2 separate regions of the Podarcis muralis genome follow, and region 1 is linked to region 2. The links are chromatin contacts, called in public Hi-C maps. All regions are on one chromosome and are shown on one strand. Each heading gives the region's core, a stretch centred on a gene start, on an enhancer-like site or on the middle of the called end of the contact. The rest is flanking DNA. Distances are from core to core; before and after follow the strand shown.

The links. A called contact is a pair of places that touch in the nucleus more often than the background predicts.
Region 1: a contact with region 2 is called in a Hi-C map of blood, with 2.0 times the contacts expected there. The contact joins the promoter of SLC38A2 here to the promoter of ARID2 in region 2. A contact is called at or near these places in 2 of 3 Hi-C or Micro-C datasets (blood and tail).

Annotation. Positions count from the first base shown.
Region 1 is chr10:28,654,573-28,658,520 of rPodMur119.hap1.1, reverse strand. It overlaps SLC38A2 (solute carrier family 38 member 2), which reads left to right and starts at 1,887. Exons shown (of 16, transcript XM_028746254.2): 1 at 1,887-2,318; 2 at 3,310-3,554. The coding sequence starts at 3,436. LOC144328961 (a long non-coding RNA gene) reads right to left here and starts at 1,779. Exons shown (of 2, transcript XR_013394340.1): 1 at 1,347-1,779.
Region 2 is chr10:28,440,759-28,445,312 of rPodMur119.hap1.1, reverse strand. It overlaps ARID2 (AT-rich interaction domain 2), which reads right to left and starts at 2,899. Exons shown (of 22, transcript XM_028745963.2): 1 at 2,882-2,899. LOC114605119 (a long non-coding RNA gene) reads left to right here. Exons shown (of 2, transcript XR_013394337.1): 2 at 551-805.

The DNA.
Region 1 (3,948 bases), core at 638-3,137, 210 kb before region 2:
ATTTAAAAGGCTGGGGATGGGGAGCTAAAAAAACCACACACACTAGAGAATAGAAACACACTCATGGAATGAAACTTATTTATTTATAGACATTTCTTTTATATGTTTGTGTTTATTTCTTCCTAACCCAATGCAAGGAGTTGAAAGAAAATCTTGCTTTTCCCAGGGTGAAAGAATTGTAAAATACATCTATGAATTAAAAATGTATGTCAGGCTTGGGTAGATTCTGTTACTTGGTTATTCTGTTTAATTCTTTCCAGTAGCACCTTAAAGACCAACTAAGTTAGTTCTTGGTATGAGCTTTCGTGTGCATGCACACTTCTTCAGATACCTGGTATCTGAAGAAGTGTGCATGCACACGAAAGCTCATACCAAGAACTAACTTAGTTGGTCTTTAAGGTGCTACTGGAAGGATTTTTTTTTGTTTTGACTATGGCAGACCAACACGGCTACCCATCTGTAACTGTTTTATTCTGGCAGAGTTTCCATAAAGTATATCTATAAATGCCCAGCACCACAGTTACATAAGGAATGAGTAATACTCCTTAAAGGCATGCACACAAGTCAGGGCAATTCATATAATTTTCCTCCTGGATATGTTATATCATTATCATGTGACATTAACAGTATCCTAGACTTAACTGGAAATTGTGACTTAGGTGGTTAATAATACAGAATGACTCCTAAGTCCTGAATTCATACCCCCAAAATCTAATACAGTACCGTATACCATAAGCATAATTTTTGTTCTTATTAGACAAAAGTTTTAGCAGTATTGGTGGTACAAGAAAACATGAGCTATAAAGTAAATAAGGTTAGAGATGTTTTGTTTTGGTTTTTTCAAGTCACACAAAATCTTCAAATGCAGTGTTTCCACGGTGGAAGTCTTCCTTTTGGCACCATTTTCACCCATACCCCATATCATCTAAACATTTTAAAACCATAGGTTTTATCAATCAGTTTTGGTAACATCTCAGGACTTATGAGATGCTGTGGTAGTATACATATGATCAGTGCTTTTTTTCTTTTAAAAAGTTAAAAATGTTTAGGGGTACTCTCATTTTCCTACTCATATTGAAATACTGCCCCTCAATGAGGCCAAATATAATTTCACAAAATGTTTAGGAGTATGCGCACCCCTGCGTAACCCCAGGGAAAAAGCACTGCATATGATAATTCCGTGATATTACATTTATCTATGAAATCAGCAGCTGATGGACCAAAAATTAGACTAGTGAGCTGTGGTGGCATTCCAGAAAACATTACCGTGTCCAGAGGGTGTTCTGTACAATTTAGTATAATTTACAATTTGGTTTGATTTATGTTGGGGGGAGCAGGTCACCCACCTGTCATCATCCTCTGTCTGTCTCTGTCTAGCAAATTTGGAACGAAACGTTTCAAGAACTTGAATAGCTTGTTCAGCTTATACATAAATCCGGCACTGCAAACGACACTGTGTTGTTCTGGTTTTGCAGATGGGGAAACTGAGGCGGAAGGCACCCAGGGAGGGGGGGACAGGATCCAAAAGCAAAGCCCTGCCCCCATTGTAATTCGAAGCCTCCATCATTTCGAAGAATCGCCTGCGTCAAGTTTCGCCCGGCTGCTAAGTAACAGCCTCGTGATCCGCTTCTTGTGCGGGAAAGAGTTGGCTCGTCCCGAGGGTTAAACAGCGTCCCCGGAGCGGCCTCGTAAGGCGGAGTCGGAAGAGCTCCCGGGGCGGAGCGACGGAGCTCCGTGTTGGTATACAAAGAAGCGGCTGCACGTTGTCGAGGGGGAAGCCGCGCCCTGTCCTTCCGCCGCTCCCCCTTCTCTGACGTCGCTGCATTCCGCCCTCAAAAGCGAAGGCATCGCCAGACATTCCCCAGACCTGAGCGCGACGTTCCGCGAGAGCTGATGCTGCGACTGCTGCTCGGCGGCTCACAATAGAGAAAAACACAAAAACCAACCACCTCGCCAAGCGTCCAAGCCGCATACCTCACTCTCCGCCTCCAGAATTTTCGTCGTGATTCTTCTTGCTTTATTTAATAAAAGAACCATAAATTATTATTTTATACCGGCTTTTTTTTTTACGAAACAATTTAAAACCAAACCTATTGCTGATATTTTAATTTGTATATATATATACATATATATATATTTCTTACTGGGCCTTTTAATTGTTAATATCTGAGGGTTTTTGTCGTCGTTTTTTTTGCTTCCGTTGAAGAAGCGAATTAAATCGCGGAGATCTCAGAATTTTTTTTTGAATTTTAATTTTTGTGGGGTGGAAAGGAGCTCCGGAACATCCAAGGTTTTGCCCCCCAGCTTCACTGATCGAGGTAAAAATAATCTTCTTGGGCTGTTTCAGGGGGTTGGAGGGGGGGGGAATCTGTGGTCATGGGGTTTTCTGCTGTGGTGGCGAAGGCATGGCAACAACAAAAAAACCCCAAATCGTTCCTTTACGTAAGATTGGGTGTTTTTTTAAAAAAAGAAAAGAAATAGCCCAGCCAGCGTTGCTGCATCTTGGGAGAGCTTGGGATGGGGAAGACCCAGTAGAAAACAGGCGCTGCTGGTGCAGTCTTGTGACTGATTTGCATTTTTTCCATTTTAGAAATGCAGGAACCCCTCTTTATTATTATTATTATTGTTATTGTTATTAAGAGGAAGGGTGGAAGAAAGAAATAGCAGGGAATGACCATTGAAAGGATAACGAGCAAGGCAGGGTGGTTAATGTACTGAAAGGGAATGTGACAATCGCCCGACGGGGTTGCATCATTTTCCGTTCAGATGGGGTGGAGTTGGCTGGCTGCCCAAACCTGTACAGAGGTTTGTGTGTGTCAGTGTGTCATTTCTGGTTGGACACAAGTCGATTTTCGTGAACCTTAAACTAGCCTTGGCAACTTCGGGTTTCTCCTGGTTTAGTCTATCCTTTAAGAAAGTCAACCCTTATAATTAAAATGACTAGCTTTAAATGTCTTGCGGGGGGGAGAGTGGAGAACAAGTGATGTATAGGTCGAAATGGGTTGTTGGGCAGATATGTGTTGTGTTGTGTTGTGTTGCGCACCCCCTTGCCTTTCCCACGCAGATCTCCCCCAGTGGCGGGGGCTGCCGTGTCGAAGCTGGAGATTATCTTTGTTCTACTCTTGTACTTTTCCTTCCCTTGCCATCTCCCTCCTCCCTCCCATCTCTGCTGGTACTTTTCCACTCGCCTGGCTGCCTATGAATCAGCCGCGGTGAGCAGAAGCGGCGGCAGCGGCTGCTCACGTGACCCAATTCGGGAGGACTACTGCAGTATTGACGTTTCCCTCCCCCCCCCCCTTACCTTCACAGACAAGGCAAGTCCAGCAGCCAAGGACAAAAGATCAAGAGGAGCCCAGGCTTGCTGCCACTATCTCAAATAGTTAATTTGCCTGCTTTTAATCCGGTACCCCCAAAAAAGGCATCCTGGATCCCATCATGACCAAAGCTGAAATGGGCAAGCTCAACACTACTCCTGATGAAGACAGCAGCAGCTACAGTTCCAACAGCAATGACTTCAACTACCCCTACCCAACCAAACCAGCTGCGATGAAGAGGTCAGAGATGTTTCTGTGCATTGCTTTAATAATAATAATAATAATAATAATAATAATAATAATAATAATAATAATAAATAATTAGTCATACACAGTCCAGTTCCTCTTCAAATCAATGACAAATCTCTGATTGATTTTGTCGGAAGTGAATTTCAACCTTCATCCCCAAATTTACCTTTAAAAAAAATGTCGTAAGAATGGCCAGTATCTCAGTTTGTACGTACAGCAGCAAAAACCGAACCTTTCCCAGACCAAATCTTATTTTAAAATAAGCCCATTTGAAATCGGTGGATTACACAATAAAAAAAACAACAACCCCAATGTTGTTTTATGTTGCTTTTTTAAAAAAGTGATAATACTTAAGTTGCTTTGTTTTCCTTCTTCCCCCCCCCCC
Region 2 (4,554 bases), core at 1,650-4,149:
CCAGCTAAACTGAGGTCCTAGGTTGATAGCAAGGGCAGCAATCTCTATTTGCTTTTTATGCATTGAAGAACAAGGTACCTTTCTGCATCAACACTTACTCCCTGTATTGCATCCTGGTATTAAGTCAAGCTTCCATATTGTCATGCCTCTCTTAAGTCGTATAGGAAATGATCGAAGAACAGAAGTTCAGGTTTCTTCTGTACATTACTATTAAATCAAATACTCAAGCTTTGCCTAGTTTGTGAACTGAAGTTTTTGCACTAAATAAAAACCAGTGCTCATATATTAAAAGTGTATGAACTTTGGACCATTTTGCGCAGAACAGTAAACTATATTTTAGGGTTGTAAGGACAAGACTCAATGATTCCAAACCAGCTGCAAGGAGGAGTTCAGAAGCTTTCACTACAGTTGAAGGTTTTGATGCAAGACTTTAACTATACTTAATCTTTACTGGTTTGTGGAAACAAAGCATTGTTGAAAACTATTTTTGGGGAGGTAGCTTGTTTCTACTAATCATAATTAAGACTAACAGCAATTTGTCTGGTTTCAGATGCCATGACAAGCTATGGTTAGGTCAGAATGGAAGCAAAAGCTTCTGAACCCTTCAAGGTAACACCAGAGGAAGAAACAAGGAGGAGTACAAGAACCGCAGAGCTGCTGGAGTTCATCATAATGATAATCTATAGCAGTGGTTGCCAATGGATGGTCTGCTGACCACAAGGAGTCTGTGTAACCCACCCACGGGTTCTGTGGCACCATTCACATAACAAAAACTACCGTAGAAATAAATAAGTTTTCAAAAGTCCATGGCTTGGCTTTTTAAAAACTGGAGGGCCACAGTACTTCGCTAACTGGGAACCACTGATCTATAGTGTTGCATGCAAATGCAGCCACTGTATTTATGTGCAAGGTAACAAGTTAAGGTAGCTAGTTGAATATAGTTCTTATGGGGGTTATTCACTAAGATTCAACAAAGCTAATTTTAGTTTCCGACCTACACATGAGCAAAGAAAACAGTGCTTTAGAGGGCAAGGCATTGACTTCTAATTGAACTAGAGCAAAAAGAGTATGTAGCTGGGTGCTGAACATCAAAACTAGTTCTAGTGTGTTTACACACCATTTCCTATAAAGTCTTGTTCTTAAGTCTGCAGTTCTAAGCATGCATCTCTAGCACTCCCATTGAACATGATAGGATTTAACTCTATGCTGAGATTGTCCTGCACATATATTTACATGAATTTCAAAATTTCCAGTTATTGCCACTGTTGCTAATTAAGTGCGTAACAGTATTTTAGACGATGTAGAATTTATAGGTCCCCTATCATAATGGCTGACAGTTTAATCCAAAACGGGTAGGGTGAAGGAAGAGGAGGAAATGAGCAAATCCAGGTGCTAATTGCAGGAAACAGTTGCAGTAATGGAGCAAGTCTCAACTCTCCCTCGAATGCAATCAAGTGCAGTGGGATGGTAGAACCCTAAAATATGCATGCTTCAATATTATGCAGCCTTTGAAGAGCAGTTTCACCTGTTACAGTTAATCAGTGAATCTGAATCTCTGTTTGCTTATTTTGGAATCCAGTGGAAGTGAGTACTGAGAACTAGAACAAGCAGAGAAGCAGGATCTCTGAGGTACTGGTTAATTTAGCTATCTTACTCTGTGAAGAAACGGAGAAAATGCTATTGTGCACACTGCTCCATCCTTTATCGGTGCCAACAGTACAACACCTCATTTTTTGGTGAAAAGCACTGGTTGGCTTACACTGGAAACGGCAGCAGCTCCTCCAGAATTAGCAAAGAACATATGCTGTTTTCTGCTTCAGGCTTCTGAATTGCAGTAACAATGGGAGGGATCTGCTTTACAGAGACAAGCAACAATCAACATTCACAGCTTGTTTATGAAAGTATGAGGAGGTTGGTTTTTTTAAAAAAAATGTTCCTTGGATGCATGTAATAGATTCTCCCAGCAGTGAAGAAATCATCCAAGGGACGTCCCTGTGGTAGTTTGACTACATTTGTATCATATAATGGAGCCTGCTAGATTTCTTTTTGGAATTGTCAGCTCCAGTTATCCAGACCCTGGAGTGGTTTGCAGTGACAGTAGAGACGTCAGCCATGTCCATAATCTTGTTCTGAGCTTTTGATCCCTTTTGCGGCCTACTTCAGCCTCTGAACCATTCTCTACTGCCCTTCGGGACGGGTTGCAATGTGTATCTAATCAACACATCCACTGTACTTGGAGCAAGAGGAGAATTCTCTAACCATCAGGGTTAGCCCGACTCCACCTTTGCACACACAAAGAGACCTTGCCGTCTCCAACACTCTCTTCCTTACACTTGTGAGCTTGCTTATTGGATTAAACTGGAGTGGAGAATAATCATTATCCCACTCATGCACACCCAGTTGCCATTACTTTTATAATAACGTGACTCGGCCTCCCCCAACTTTGTGCCCTCCAGATGTTTTGGACTACAACACTTAATCCATGCTGCCTGGGAGCAAAATATCTGAAGGGCACCAGGCTGAGAATAGTTGCTCCTGAGGTTCTAGCAGAGGGCCAGAAGCTTACAGAAACAGCCAGCTAACACAGATGCCAAAACTACCATAGAGGAGCCATTGTAGCCTTTCAGGCCTTGCCCATGGATTGGAAGAGCATTGTGCCCGGGACAGGGAAATGGGAGTCAAACAGACACTCAAGGGATAATTGTATCCTGTCCCTTCACCATGAGGCTGAAGGAAGGATGGGGAAGCCTCTGTCTCCCCCCAGTGCTGAACTTGGTTGGCCATGCTAAAGGGAAGTGTGCAGGTTCTCCATCCTTGTGTTCAAGCACTAGCCATTAGAACAAATTGCTGGCAACGTTAAGTTAAAATGCATAGTACTCACATTGTCGTAGGCTTTGCAGGTGACTTCCCACCAAGGTTTCATTTTAACTCGCCGCTGTAGAGAGTTATCACCCCTGGAGGAATTATGTTGCTACTGTCCAAACAGTTGGGGGTGGATGGCTTGCCTTTCCTTCTAACAGTTTGTCCCAACTGCCATGGAACAATTTAAGTCCAAAATTCCATTCTCCTTTCCCCCTCCCTTAAAAGGCTGCCATTATGAAAGCAGTCGAGCTTAATTCCTTTATGTACGGTATTTCATGCAAATTCATCATGAACTACAAAATGCTGACTTTGACCACTGAAAGGAGGGTAAAGATGGTTGGTTTATCTACCGTCACTATGAGGAATGAAGTTAGCCTCCACAGAGCCAAACACTACTTCAGGAAAGGCACACCGGGTAACCTGTCTAGATCTCTTATCGTAGAGGAAGACCTAAAATAGTTAGTATGGGGCATGAGTTGTCTGAAGGAATATGGTTAACAGATTAATCTCTTCGTGCAAAAGGAATTAAAGTGTACCTTTTCCTTTTGGGACAGAATAGTTGGCTGAAAGTCTCTTTGGAAATAAGCTTCTTTTGAACTAATGACATTTCAAGGAAGTTGTGGTTTTTATATGCCCCTTTTTATGTAACATGTTTCATCAATCCTGTGATCCTGGAAGAGGTGAAGATGAGAAATGCTTGCTTTACTTGCCAGTACTTTCATAAAGGCCTGTGTATTGGGGAAACTTGTCTTCATCCTTTTTAAAAATTTCATTTACAAGTAGATTTAAGTCTTTGTAAGGGTTTCCAGTCTTTGAATCTAAGGGCAGTTTATTCAGGATTCAAAGGCAGTTCTTGTAACAAAGTTCCATTTACCGTAATTTCATGGGATGATATGTTTAGAGTTGGTTTTTCAGTTTGTGACCTTAAGATATGCACATCTTGTACAAGTCTTCAGAATAAAATTCTATTTTATTATTGGATCTTGCTCCTAAAAGAAATCTCAAACGACAGTACAGTGGAACCTCGGTTTAAGAACAGTTCTGTTTATGAACGATTAGGTTTATGAACTCCGCAAAACCGGAAGTAGTGTACCGGTTTGCAAACTTTACCTCGGTCTAAACGGAATCCGAATGGTGGAAGGGCACCATTGGCGGGAGGCCTCATTAGGGAAAGCACGGCTCGGTTTAACGTTTCAGTTTAAGAACGTACTTCCAGAACGGATTAAGTTTGTAAACCGAGATACCACTGTACCTTACAACAACTGTTGTTGTTGTTTACTGTATTTATAGTCCATTCTTCATCAATTTTTTTCAATTCCAGAATGGGGAACAAAGTAATAAAAATAAAAAGAGAAAAACTACCAAAAACTACAAAATCATGTAAACAGGACCAACAAACAGCTAAACAATTATAACATAAACAAGCAAAACTACAGCAATCTAAATTAATATTTCCAGTTTAATGAAATACGGACCTCAAGAGTCAGCAAAGCTGCAGGTAGGCATGTTCAGATGGATTTGTTGGCCTCTGCCATCTTTCTTTTCCTTACCAGTCAGCAGTCCTCTAGTTGATCATGTTGTAACCATTTAGAGATGAGGGAACCCTGGACTTAATGTTAAGTGGTGTCCAGGACCTGGTGTGAGATGAAGAGTTATTAAATTCAACATAAATGTAAGTGAACATTTGACAAG